Linked DNA regions of Mus musculus: region 1 is linked to region 2. The links are chromatin contacts, called in public Hi-C maps. All regions are on one chromosome and are shown on one strand. Each heading gives the region's core, a stretch centred on a gene start, on an enhancer-like site or on the middle of the called end of the contact. The rest is flanking DNA. Distances are from core to core; before and after follow the strand shown. Region 1 overlaps Agl (amylo-1,6-glucosidase, 4-alpha-glucanotransferase). Region 2 holds the start of Agl (amylo-1,6-glucosidase, 4-alpha-glucanotransferase).

The links. A called contact is a pair of places that touch in the nucleus more often than the background predicts.
Region 1: a contact with region 2 is called in a Hi-C map of liver, with 2.4 times the contacts expected there. The contact joins the enhancer-like site here to the promoter of Agl in region 2. A contact is called at or near these places in 7 of 39 promoter capture datasets (the HPC-7 cell line, embryonic stem cells, epiblast stem cells and 3 more), 4 of 484 Hi-C or Micro-C datasets (cranial neural crest, differentiating spermatogonia, liver and 1 more), 6 of 115 datasets of contacts at active chromatin or transcription factors (CD8 T cells, the NIH/3T3 cell line, the SCID.adh cell line and 1 more) and 3 of 9 other capture datasets (adipose tissue, embryonic stem cells and pancreatic islet).

What each region holds. Positions count from the first base shown.
Region 1 is chr3:116,750,771-116,756,065 of GRCm38.p6, reverse strand. It overlaps Agl (amylo-1,6-glucosidase, 4-alpha-glucanotransferase), which reads left to right. Exons shown (of 34, transcript NM_001081326.1): 28 at 1,058-1,193; 29 at 2,703-2,815; 30 at 3,870-4,081. Among named protein-coding and RNA genes, the nearest start is that of Slc35a3, 41 kb to the right of the region's middle. Within about 2 kb of position 3,090, at least 4 of the 459 cell types and tissues checked have an H3K27ac peak or open chromatin away from gene starts, as enhancers often do. A contact at or near this core is called in liver, where this site is marked.
Region 2 is chr3:116,804,430-116,810,027 of GRCm38.p6, reverse strand. Agl (amylo-1,6-glucosidase, 4-alpha-glucanotransferase) reads left to right here and starts at 1,862. Exons shown (of 34, transcript NM_001081326.1): 1 at 1,862-2,000; 2 at 2,611-2,760. The coding sequence starts at 2,679.

The sequences.
Region 1 (5,295 bases), core at 1,841-4,340, 55 kb after region 2:
GTTGTATGAAACATTTCAACTTTAAGCAAAATAATTTTTACCTTTGAAACTGGTATTGAAATTAAATATATTGATTTACTATATTTTCTTCATATCTTTCTGTTTTACTTTGAAAAGAAATAAAATATAGCACATAATCCTAAGATTCTTTTTGTTTGTTTGTTTTGGTTTTTTTTGTTTTGTTTTGTTTTTTGAGACAGGGTTTCTCTGTGTAGCTCTGGCTGTCCTGGAACTCACTTTGTAGACCAGGCTGGCCTCGAACTCAGAAATCCGCCTGCCTCTGCCTCCTGAGTGCTGGGATTAAAGGCGTGCGCCATCACTGCTTGGCTCAAAGATTCTCTTTTAATTACTTATTAGGGTTAATGACTAGGCTACTGTTTCCATGTATATTTTTATACTTTATATGTTTGAGCATGTATAAATTAGAAGTGCCATATATTATGAAGTATAAAGGCAATGTGTTATATATATATGTATATATTATATGATTATATTAGGTTCTTAAATTCTACACTCTACACAAATATATCAGATATGTAAAAGAATCATAGAGTGAAGTCTGCATTTTTAAGTCTTTATTAAAAAGGTTTTTATTTGCTGCCTTCTGTAACGTGTTTACTAAACCATTTTGTCTTAGGGACTCAGTCCTCTTGCTCCATAGACATCCAGTTTGTTCATTCCAAGGACAGAGCGTGTCCTAGTGTACATGATGTTAGACATTCCTCTACTGAGTAGACCTGTGATTTTGCTATTGTAAGCAGTGCTTTAGAAAGAACATCATGATATGCAGTTCATGGTGCACACAGGTGTCGTTGGAAAGAGAAATGAAATTTATATGTATTTTCTAAAAAACTGAATGATTTGTAGTTGTTTTTAATAAAACAAAAACAAACAAACAAAAAAAGAGTGTCACTATGAGGCTTCTCTAGCTTCAAGTTCACTACATAAGCCAGCTTCAACCTCTCATGTGATCCTTCTGCCTCTGCATCCTGAGTGCTAGGACCACAAACCTGTACCTCCATGGCTGCTCTGTAAGTGTCTTAGTTTGCTTTTTCAGGTTTCAACATAACTGCGGGGATTGATGAAGAAACAGGATTTGTTTATGGAGGAAATCGCTTCAACTGTGGCACGTGGATGGATAAAATGGGAGAGAGTGACCGAGCTAGGAACAGAGGGATCCCAGCCACTCCAAGGTAGAGTCTGTGTATGGATGCGTCTGCCGAGGCACTTTTAATTCACCAGCCCCTTTTTTAAACACACAGCATCTTTTGTTCTGCTAACCATTGTCCTCACTCTAAAGCGTTCCAGACCTGTCCTTCCTCTTTCTCCTCTCCCTCCTCCTCTGCTGTTTCCTTCTTCACTCATTTATTCCTTGCCACCATTATTACAGATAAAACCGCCCTCTGGTGTAAATAACCTGTTCTCATCCGAGAGAACTCATGAATTTGCACCTCTACAAGAATCTCAAACGTTTATGATTCATTATCCCAATGGTTAAGACACCTTTAAAATAAAAAAAAAGTTACAGTTATTCTTGGTGTGTGTGTTTGTGTGTGTATGTATGTTTTCGCATATGTGCAGGTCAGAGGACAACTATGAGAGTTACTTCTCTCGCCTCACCATGTGGCTCCCAGGTCATCAGACTTGGCAGCAAAGGCCAAGAGAGCTACCTGCTGAGCCATCTCACCATCCCTCTTTAAGACATTTCTTAATGTGAACTTCACACAATGTAAAGATTTTATTTCACCAGTCTTACAAGAATGGAAAACAACTAATTGAAAACTTTTATCTCTACTTTTGTTATCCAAGGGTTTTTCTTTTATGAGTTTAGAAGTTATCGACAAATATCACAAGTTCTTGATACTGATTTAAGCTTAGCAACTATTTTCTTTAAAAAGAAAAAAAAAATGTGCCCATTTGGGAGGTGCACATGTGTGCAGGCGCCTGTGGAAGCCAGCAGAGGTCATCTGATTGTGCCAGGCTACCGGCACTTGAAGGCTGCCCACTGTGGGTGCTGGGAGCTGAACCAGGGTGGTCTGCAAGAGCAGTAATTGCTCTTATCCAGTGAGCCACCTCTCCAGCCTGGAAATTGTTTTCTTATTAAAGATTTATCTTCAAACACATCAGCCAGGACTAAAGAGAAAGACCCAGTCTTCAAAGCTCAGGAACAAATGAGTGTCAGGAGAGCCTGGAGAGATGGCTGAGCTGTGAGGAAAGCCTGCTGCTGGGCGGGTCCCAAGCTTGCTTCCCAACACTCACCGTGGGAGGCTCTCAACCATTGCAACCAGTTCCAAGAGATCCGGTACTCTTATCTGGGCATCCACACGTGTGCCATGTGCACATAGATACACATGCATATACAAATAAAAATATGTCTTTTTAAATATTAGAAACAAAAATCAATGCCAAAATAGTAAGGGAGGAGATTTCTTATGTGATATCATATGTATATAATATGTATTACTTATAACGTGAAGATGTGGGCACAGGTAGTTGCTTGTATGGTGCATTAGGTACAATATTCACCAAATAGGTTGTTGTCGTTGGTAGTGGTTTGGTTTGGTTCTATTCTACCCAAAGCCTTCATTATTTCTAGACGTTCAACTCTGAGCTACATCCCCAACCCAGAATTACTTATTGAATGCCCTTTTAAATAATGGTTAAATAAACTCAACATAGAAAATACATTTTTCTAATTTTAGAGATGGGTCTGCTGTGGAAATCGTGGGCTTGTGTAAATCTGCTGTTCGTTGGTTGCTGGAATTGTCTAAGAAAAATATCTTTCCTTATCATGAAGTCAGAGTAAAAAGACATGGTAAGCTGGCCTGTTTCCAAGGAACCTACAAGTCATTAACCTTTGTCGCCGTCATTGGGTTCAGCCAATCAATACCAGAAAAGGCTAGCTTTTAAGAAGAAAGAAAAATGGTTAATTCCCAATATGGAAATGCTAACAGCTGGTTACTGACACCGTTCCTACAGCACCAGTGAGCTGAGAGAAGAGGCGGCGTGGTGCCTGCCTCCATGGCCTCTCCCTCACTCTGTGAGCAAGTCACGCACATGGGCAGTCTGGAAATCTTCCCATCCCTTTCTGGAACAATTCCTACGCAACAGAAGCAATGTTCCTACGCAACAGAAGCAATGTTTGAGCTACCTGTACAACTCTAGACTTTCTTTTTTTTTTTTTTAAAGATTTATTTATTTATTATATGTAAGTACATTGTAGCTGTCTTCAGACACTCCAGAAGAGGGAGTCAGATCTCGTTACGGATGGTTGTGAGCCACCATGTGGTTGCTGGGATTTGAACTCTGGACCTTCGGAAGAGCAGTCGGGTGCTCTAACCCACTGAGCCATCTCTCCAGCCCTAGACTTTCTAAAACGTAAAAAAGAAGTAGGTGGGGCTGGTGAGATGGCTCAGTGGGTTAGAGCACCCGACTGCTCTTCCGAAGGTCCAGAGTTCAAATCCCAGCAACCACATGGTGGCTCACAACCATCTGTAACAAGATCTGACGCCCTCTTCTGGAGTGTCTGAGGACAGCTACAGTGTACTTACATATAATAAATAAATAAATCTTTAAAAAAAAAAAAAAAAAAAAAGAAGTAGGTGAAAGTAACTGTATGTTTAATTCAGTGCATATGAAGTGTTATTTGTTAGCACAGTGTGTTGAGTATGAAGTTAGTCCTGAGCTGTTTGTCATTCTTTTGGGAGAGGTATTTGGTCTTTGAATTTATAGCATATCTCCATCTAAAGCAGCCACATTTTCTAAAACATAGATAATTTATTTCATAATGAAGCTAAATATGAAGTTTTGGCAATAACAGATGTTTAAATGTTCTGAAGATCTACAAAATGTCTCTTGTCACTTTTCAGGAAAGGTTGTGGCAGTCTCGTACGATGAGTGGAACAGAAAAATACAAAACAATTTCGAAAAGCTGTTTCATGTTTCCGAAGACCCTTCAGATCCTAACGAGAAGCATCCGAACCTGGTTCACAAACGCGGCATCTACAAGGACAGCTATGGTGCGTCGAGTCCTTGGTGTGACTATCAGCTCAGGCCCAACTTCACCATAGCAATGGTCGTGGTGAGTGATATAGTGCCTTCACATTTCAAAAATGTCATGGTAACTCTACTAAGGGCCTTTTTTCTTCTGTTTGGTTTTAAGTTCCACTTAACCATGAAACATTATTGCTTTCTGGATAGTATTCTATGGTTTTAGAGTAATTTAGTATGCATACCACCTCTAATCCAAAACATTTAGTGTCAAAAATGGAAAATAGTGGATGCAGAGAAACAAACGCTCCCAGAGTCACACATGCCCAGTACCTGGCGTCTATGCACACACTGGGCTGAATGGACTGGGTCTCTTAGGCCAGGTCCAGCTGCCTCAGTCGGCCTCAGCCCTCACCCTGGCCTGCTGAACATTTGTGTTACCTCAGCGCATGCCACAAACAGCTCCCCAGTGCACTAGACAGAAAGCTCTGTGTTAGGGAATGTCCACAGCAGCTTATAGTCACATCTGTCTCCTTTGTGGTCTTTCTCTCATTAGTTCTATTTAGCTAAGGATTATTTATTATTAATTATTATTTTGTTTTACCATTTTATTGGGGGGGGAGGAGGAGCCTGCATGTAATGTATGTCATGTATATGCAATGCCCCAAGAAGCCAGAAGAGGGCATCAGATCCCTGAGACTAGAATTACACCCTGTAGGTGTGGGGAAATTGAACCTATATCCTCTGGAAGAGAAGCTAGTGTGCCTAACCACTGAGCCATCTCTCCAGCCACCTAGCTAAGAATTCTTGATCCCCTTTTATTGTAAAATCTCAGTCTAAAAATAAACTCTTCAGGGCAGTGGACTAGGAGGACTGTGTTTAGCCATGCCTCCCTGGGTGTTTGACTTTGTCAAAAAGATTACTAAGCAGATATTACTAATTGTAGTGGTATGAAAGTGTACCCTTTCAGACTGGAGATGGCTCAGTGGTTAAGAGCAGTGACTGCTCTTCCAGAGGACCCGGGTTCATTTCCCAGCAACCACAACTCTCTGTAACTCACACCCTCACACTGATATGCATGCAGACAAAACCCAGCCATGCACATAAAATAAAAAGAAAGAAAGAGAGAGAGAGAGAGCAGGCTTGCACAGAGGCACTTTGGCGTGATGCCTTTGCTCCGCTTTCTCTGTAAGATGGGTGCAGATTTTCTCTCCTTCCACCCGTCGCAAGCATTTGTGCTGTTGGCGTACAAGTTCTGAGTTCATTATCGCCAAGAAGAGAGGAGAGAAGCTTCGGGTACGCGTA
Region 2 (5,598 bases), core at 613-3,112:
GTCTATTAGAAGGTCCTTAAGGATTCTCTCCTGGGAGCTACAGGATGAAACTGTTGTGTATATATAAATCCTGCATGCACAGGACGCCACAAATGTGACAAACATCCATCAGCATGCATGTGGCGCTGTGGAACGCCATCTTTGGCACTCCAAGAACTTCACAGATAGCACATCCTTGTCGAGTCTCATTTTAGAGTCACGTCATGTGACTTGTAGAAGCACTCTACGAGGAGTCTCTTACCAAAGCAGATGTCCGTGACTTACTATTCTCCTTATTTCACAAAATGAAACCTCCAAAGTTGAGTAGAATTAACAACACGTGAAAAATTTAAGCACTTTCAGAAGGATAAATCACCGCTATCTACTTGAGACATTAGACATACCATGTGAGTTGTGCTGGAGGCAGGACAATGGGAAAGGCTAGTTTTGCAGCCCTGGAGAACAGCTATCCACTGGGGAGCAGCAAAATGAGCTGGCCAGAGGATAGTGTGATGAATCTGTACCAGATAAAGTGTCAGAGCGTGCACCCATGCTCCACATTTCAGATGGAGAAGTTATGGATCAGAACGCTTTGGGTAATCTACATTTAAAAAAGAAAATCAGAGAAACCCAACATACAGCGATAGAGTGTGGTATCTGAGTCACCGGCTCCCATTCTTCAACCCTCCCCAAACGAAGACCTGCTGGGTTCATTAGTCTAGCAGGCAGCCTTCAACTGGGGGATTTCATGGTCAAGCAGGAGTTTGTAGCCAGTTCACAGAGGGCGCACTCTGGCCTCCACACTTCCTAGGAACACAGCAGAAGAGACGCCTAAGGGAACATCAGACCTGAAGGAGAAATCTTGAGATGACTGTCACAGAAAAACCAGAACGTCTTTATAAGCTAGAATGCACACTCATTCTTCCATTTTACCAAGTCCTTATTGATATCAAGCCACGGAAAATAATGCCAACCTTAGATGAAGGGTTTAGTGAACCAAAATCATCGGGAATGTACTTGAAATCACATACACTCCGTTGTTCATGAAGCGGCTTTAAGCATGTTACTTAACCTTTGAGGGAGTCTGTTTCCTTGTCTTTAAATCAACGGTAACCAAATAATAATAATAAAAATAAATAAAAAATAAAAATGCATGTTTGCTGTGACAAAACCCTGAACCAAAAGCAAGTTGGGGAAAGAAAGTGTTTGGCTTACACTTCCTGGTCACAGTGCTCTATTGGAGGAAGTTAAAGCAGGAACTCAACGAGAAAGACCCAGAGGCAGGACCTCAAGCAGAGACCATAGAGAAGTGCAGCTTGCTGGCTTGCTCCTCCCGGGCTGGGCCGCCTGTTTACCTATGGAACTAAGGCCCATCTGCCCAGGGGTGGCCATGCCTATTTTCCTCCCATATAGCAACCATAAAACAAGAAAATGCTCCCATGCACAAGCCCACAGGCCAATCTGATGGAGGCAGTTCCTTAGCTGAGGTCCCCTCTTCCCAGCGACCAGTGTGTCACAAGGTTAATGAAGCCAAGCAGGGAATTTTAAGAAACTTGGTTTTCCCAACTTTGCATTTTCTTCCCAGAAAGAACGTCCCTAACTAAACATTATCCCAGCTCTTCTTCGCTCTTGAACTCACTTTTCCTAGAGAGGCAGAGCGATCGCACATCAGGGCAATGACAGTTCCCAAAGCCCAGACCCCCTCAAACCCACAAGCCGTGCCCACCTCTCGCGAGATCAGTGGTCTGTGCTAGCGGGGGCGATGGCTCCCGGAAGTGGGCGGGGAGGCAGGGCCACGCCCCCCAGGCTAGTCCGGGGCCCAGCGGAGTCGGCACGTCCTCCGGCCGCGGGGGGCGGAGTCTCGGCGGCCCTGGCCTGTCACTGTCCCCTGGCCCGGGTCCCGGCGCCCCTCCCCGTGCCCTTCACGGCCGCCCTGCCCTCCCCGGGCCGCCGCTGCGTCCGGCGTTCCCGCTGTACCCGGCTCCGGCTCCCGCTCCCGACGCCGCACGTCTATCCCGCTCGTAAGTGCCTGGAATGCGTCCGTCTCCGGACGCGCATTCCTTCTATCTATAGCCGCTCTGTACATCGCATGCCACCGCCGCCGCAGCTATTCCCGGGACAGCAACTGCTAACCTCTCCAATCACCTCCCTATTGGTGGCTTCAGACCCGAATTTGGGAACTGGGCGCTCTTCCACCTGTTCAGCAGCCTGATCTGCTGGAGGCTACAGTGCCATTTGGAGTTTTCAGGGCCCCCTGGCTCAGGAACGGAATTTATGCCACTGAACTCCAGGGTTTTCGCGGATGCATTGCTTTTCTCTGAGAATGCTTTAGGGGTTTTGTTGGTCTGCTCTGTTTTGAACTGAGTGTAAGACTCTACATCTTTGCTTCAGGCTTTCTTATTCTGCTCCAAGAGAGAAGAAACTTCTCCCTTGTTGGGCTTTACTGACAAGATTTTGCTCTTTCTCATTGCTCTTCTTGGCTTTAAACCTATCTAGGACATGTAAGTGCCGCTGTCAACTCCAGAGAGTTTTAGGTCATATTTTCTTTTCTTTTCTTTCTTTCTTTCTTTTTTTTTTTCTTCTTCTTCTCCTTTTTTTTTTTTTTTTAAATAATTCCACTTTGTTTTATAGGGGTAACTCATTCCACTTTGGAGTCCTTTTAGTTCTACGGAAAGAGTTCGAATCCTCCAGAAGCCAAAATGGAACACAGTAAGCAGATTCGAATTTTACTACTGAACGAGATGGAGAAGCTAGAGAAGACCCTCTTCAGACTTGAACAAGGTCCGTTGCAAGTTGTTTGATTAGCTCTTTTTATGTCTTTTAATGCATTGGCGTTCTATTAGATTTTTTTTTAACTTAAAATTAGGGACTGGGTGTTGGCAGGTAGAATGCATGCTTAGCATAAATGAGGCTGTAGATTCAGTCCTCTGCATGAACAGACACACACACACACACACACACACACACACTCGCGCACTCAAATAACTTTAAGTTAGCTGAAATTTCATAGATCTTGATTTGTGCCAAAATGGTAGGTACATTGGTGGTGAGGAATGAATGTTGATTAAGAATAGACCTGTCACGTTAGCACAAAGATAGCTCAGCTCATCTTGCTGCAGACGACCACCGGAGGCAGACACTACAGGTTATAGGAAGTCCCTCGTGGGTAGAACTTGTGCCTAGCCTGGGTTCAGTCCCTACCTTAGGGAGAAAAAGAAGTGGTAGAGAGTGCGTGTGCAGTTAAAAGATTGAGCATGTTATTAGTAATAGCATTTATTGTTATAACTCGTGAAATCATATATAATGTAGCTTTGCATATATCTGTAGGGTGGCTTTTCAGAGCAAACTCTTTTCCTCTATTGAGCTTCAGCGCTGGGAGAGTAGAGTACAGCAAAAGGCGTAGTGAGCTTGCTAACCCTATCAGGAGCCTCTCAAGCAAGTAGAAGATGAAGCCAAATAAAAAGTGGAAAAACCTCTTCGGTGATGTTGAAACATGTTGGAGCCATCACTTAAAGAACTACATTGAGCTAGGGATATAGCTAAGTGGTATAGGACTTGCCTAATACAAGCAAAGTCTTGGGTTCAAGCCCCAGCATGACAGAAAAATGTAACTAAAGGTAAGATCAAAGATCAATTTGCAGGACTATCAGACACGCTAACTGACGCTTTACATTCAATACTGAAAACAGTCCACTGATAATTTATAAATATAACTTGTAAAATACAAGGAGGAAGTTTTTTTATGCATCAAGACAAAAATCAGTCTCCTGGATGAATTCAGTGAACATTGATAAACATCTTGAAGAATTTTTTTTCTTTAATACTTTTTAAAAGTGAGATTTTTGGAAAGCCATCTACTGTGTGGCCTTGATGCTGAACGGCCCTTGTCTTCCAGGTTTGCTCGGGGTTTTGGGTCACTGAGCTCTGGCTCCAGCTTGGCTCTCCTGACTCTGCCCTTCCCTGGGGTTGGTTTGTCCTTCTCTTCTGTCTTCAGTATTCCTCTCACTCTGGCATCTCTCCTCAGGCTCTCTGTCTTCCTCATTTCAGGTCATTGCCAGCGTGTGCCTGGTTCCCTTCTTGCTCTGTTCATCTACCATAGAAACCATGCATTCCCATGGCTGGGCTCTAGCCTCAATGCTGAGGACTCTGAAATAATGGCCTCAAGTGTCACTTTTTTCTTGGAAGCTTTTAAGTCAAGTATAATGACAAGGATTGGGAGGCAGACTTTTTATTTGTTTGTTTGTTTATTCAGTTGTTAACAGACTAATGTTGAGTAAATTGCATTAATTATTATTATTACTATTATTATTAAACATTAATTTTCCTTGTAAAGATCTGTTGCTCTCCTGTGGAGTTTAAAGGCTGTAATTTAGTGATATATAGTTTTATAGCAGTAGAGCCTAAGTAACAACAATGTGTTGGTCTTTCTGCTCCTCAGTCCACTCCCTGGAGCTTAGCTTTGTTCTGACACTATTCTGTGGAATAGTTATGGGGTGGCTATGTTAGGCTAGGCTTTCATCCCCCTTTACCAAACCTTAGTTATGCCTCTGTCTTCATATGTTTGCAGACAAGAATCTTAAGCATTCTTGGTGATGTCACCTCTTTAGCTGTCATCTCTCTTTAAATTCTATAATTTCTTTCTGATCCATCTCTCTCTCCCTGTTCGTCTCTTCCATCTCACCAAATGAGAGTCCAAATCATCTTCTTGTTCAGTCTCTTCCCTTTGATTTATGGGACGTCGCCTGAGTTCCGTCCGAGACATTCTGAATGGGACTGCACTTTTTCTTGCCGAGACGGAATCTGTCTGTTCCTGCCTTTAGTGTCTGAATCTTTATAGCTCTGCATCCTGTCCTGCTCACTCCGTCTCTAGTGCCTTTTCTTGGGCTGTGCTTACATCTCACTCCTGTCAGATCCCTCTGTGCCTGTGGTACCTTTAACTTTCATTCTGTGTATTCAGCATCCAGTTAAAGTGCCTTTGTGAAGGCTCCCGGTCGTTTTTTCACTGTCTCTTTGATTTGGTCTCCAGTTTCACAGTGGCCACAGAGCAATTAAGTGCTGAACAGTGGAGCAGCCTCTAATGCTTGTTAGAGTGCAGTGAGGTTTGTGAGCACAAAGCCATCTGACAGACTTAGGGCTCTGTGCAACACTTAATAAACAGCCACTGACTAATTCTTTTTTAAAATTATTTATTTATTTTATGTATATGAGTGCACGATAGCTGTCTTCAGACACACCAGAAGAAGGCATCAGATCCCATTACAGATGGTTGTGAGCCACCATGTAGTCCATGGTCCATGAACTCAGGACCTCTGGAAGTGCAGTCAGTGTTCTTAACTGCTGAGTCATTGAGTCATCTCTCCAGTCCCCTGACTAATTCCTTTTTTTTTTTTTTTTTTTTTTTTTTTTGGTTTTTCGAGACAGGATTTCTCTGTGTGGCCCTGGCTGTCCTGGAACTCACTTTGTAGACCAGGCTGGCCTCGAACTCAGAAATCCGCCTGCGTCTGCCTCCCGAGTGCTGGGATTAAAGGTGTGCGCCACCACGCCTGGCTTTTTTTTTTTTTTTTTTCTCTTTTTGGTTCCCCTGACTAATTCTTAAACCCCAACAAAAAACGAGTCCAA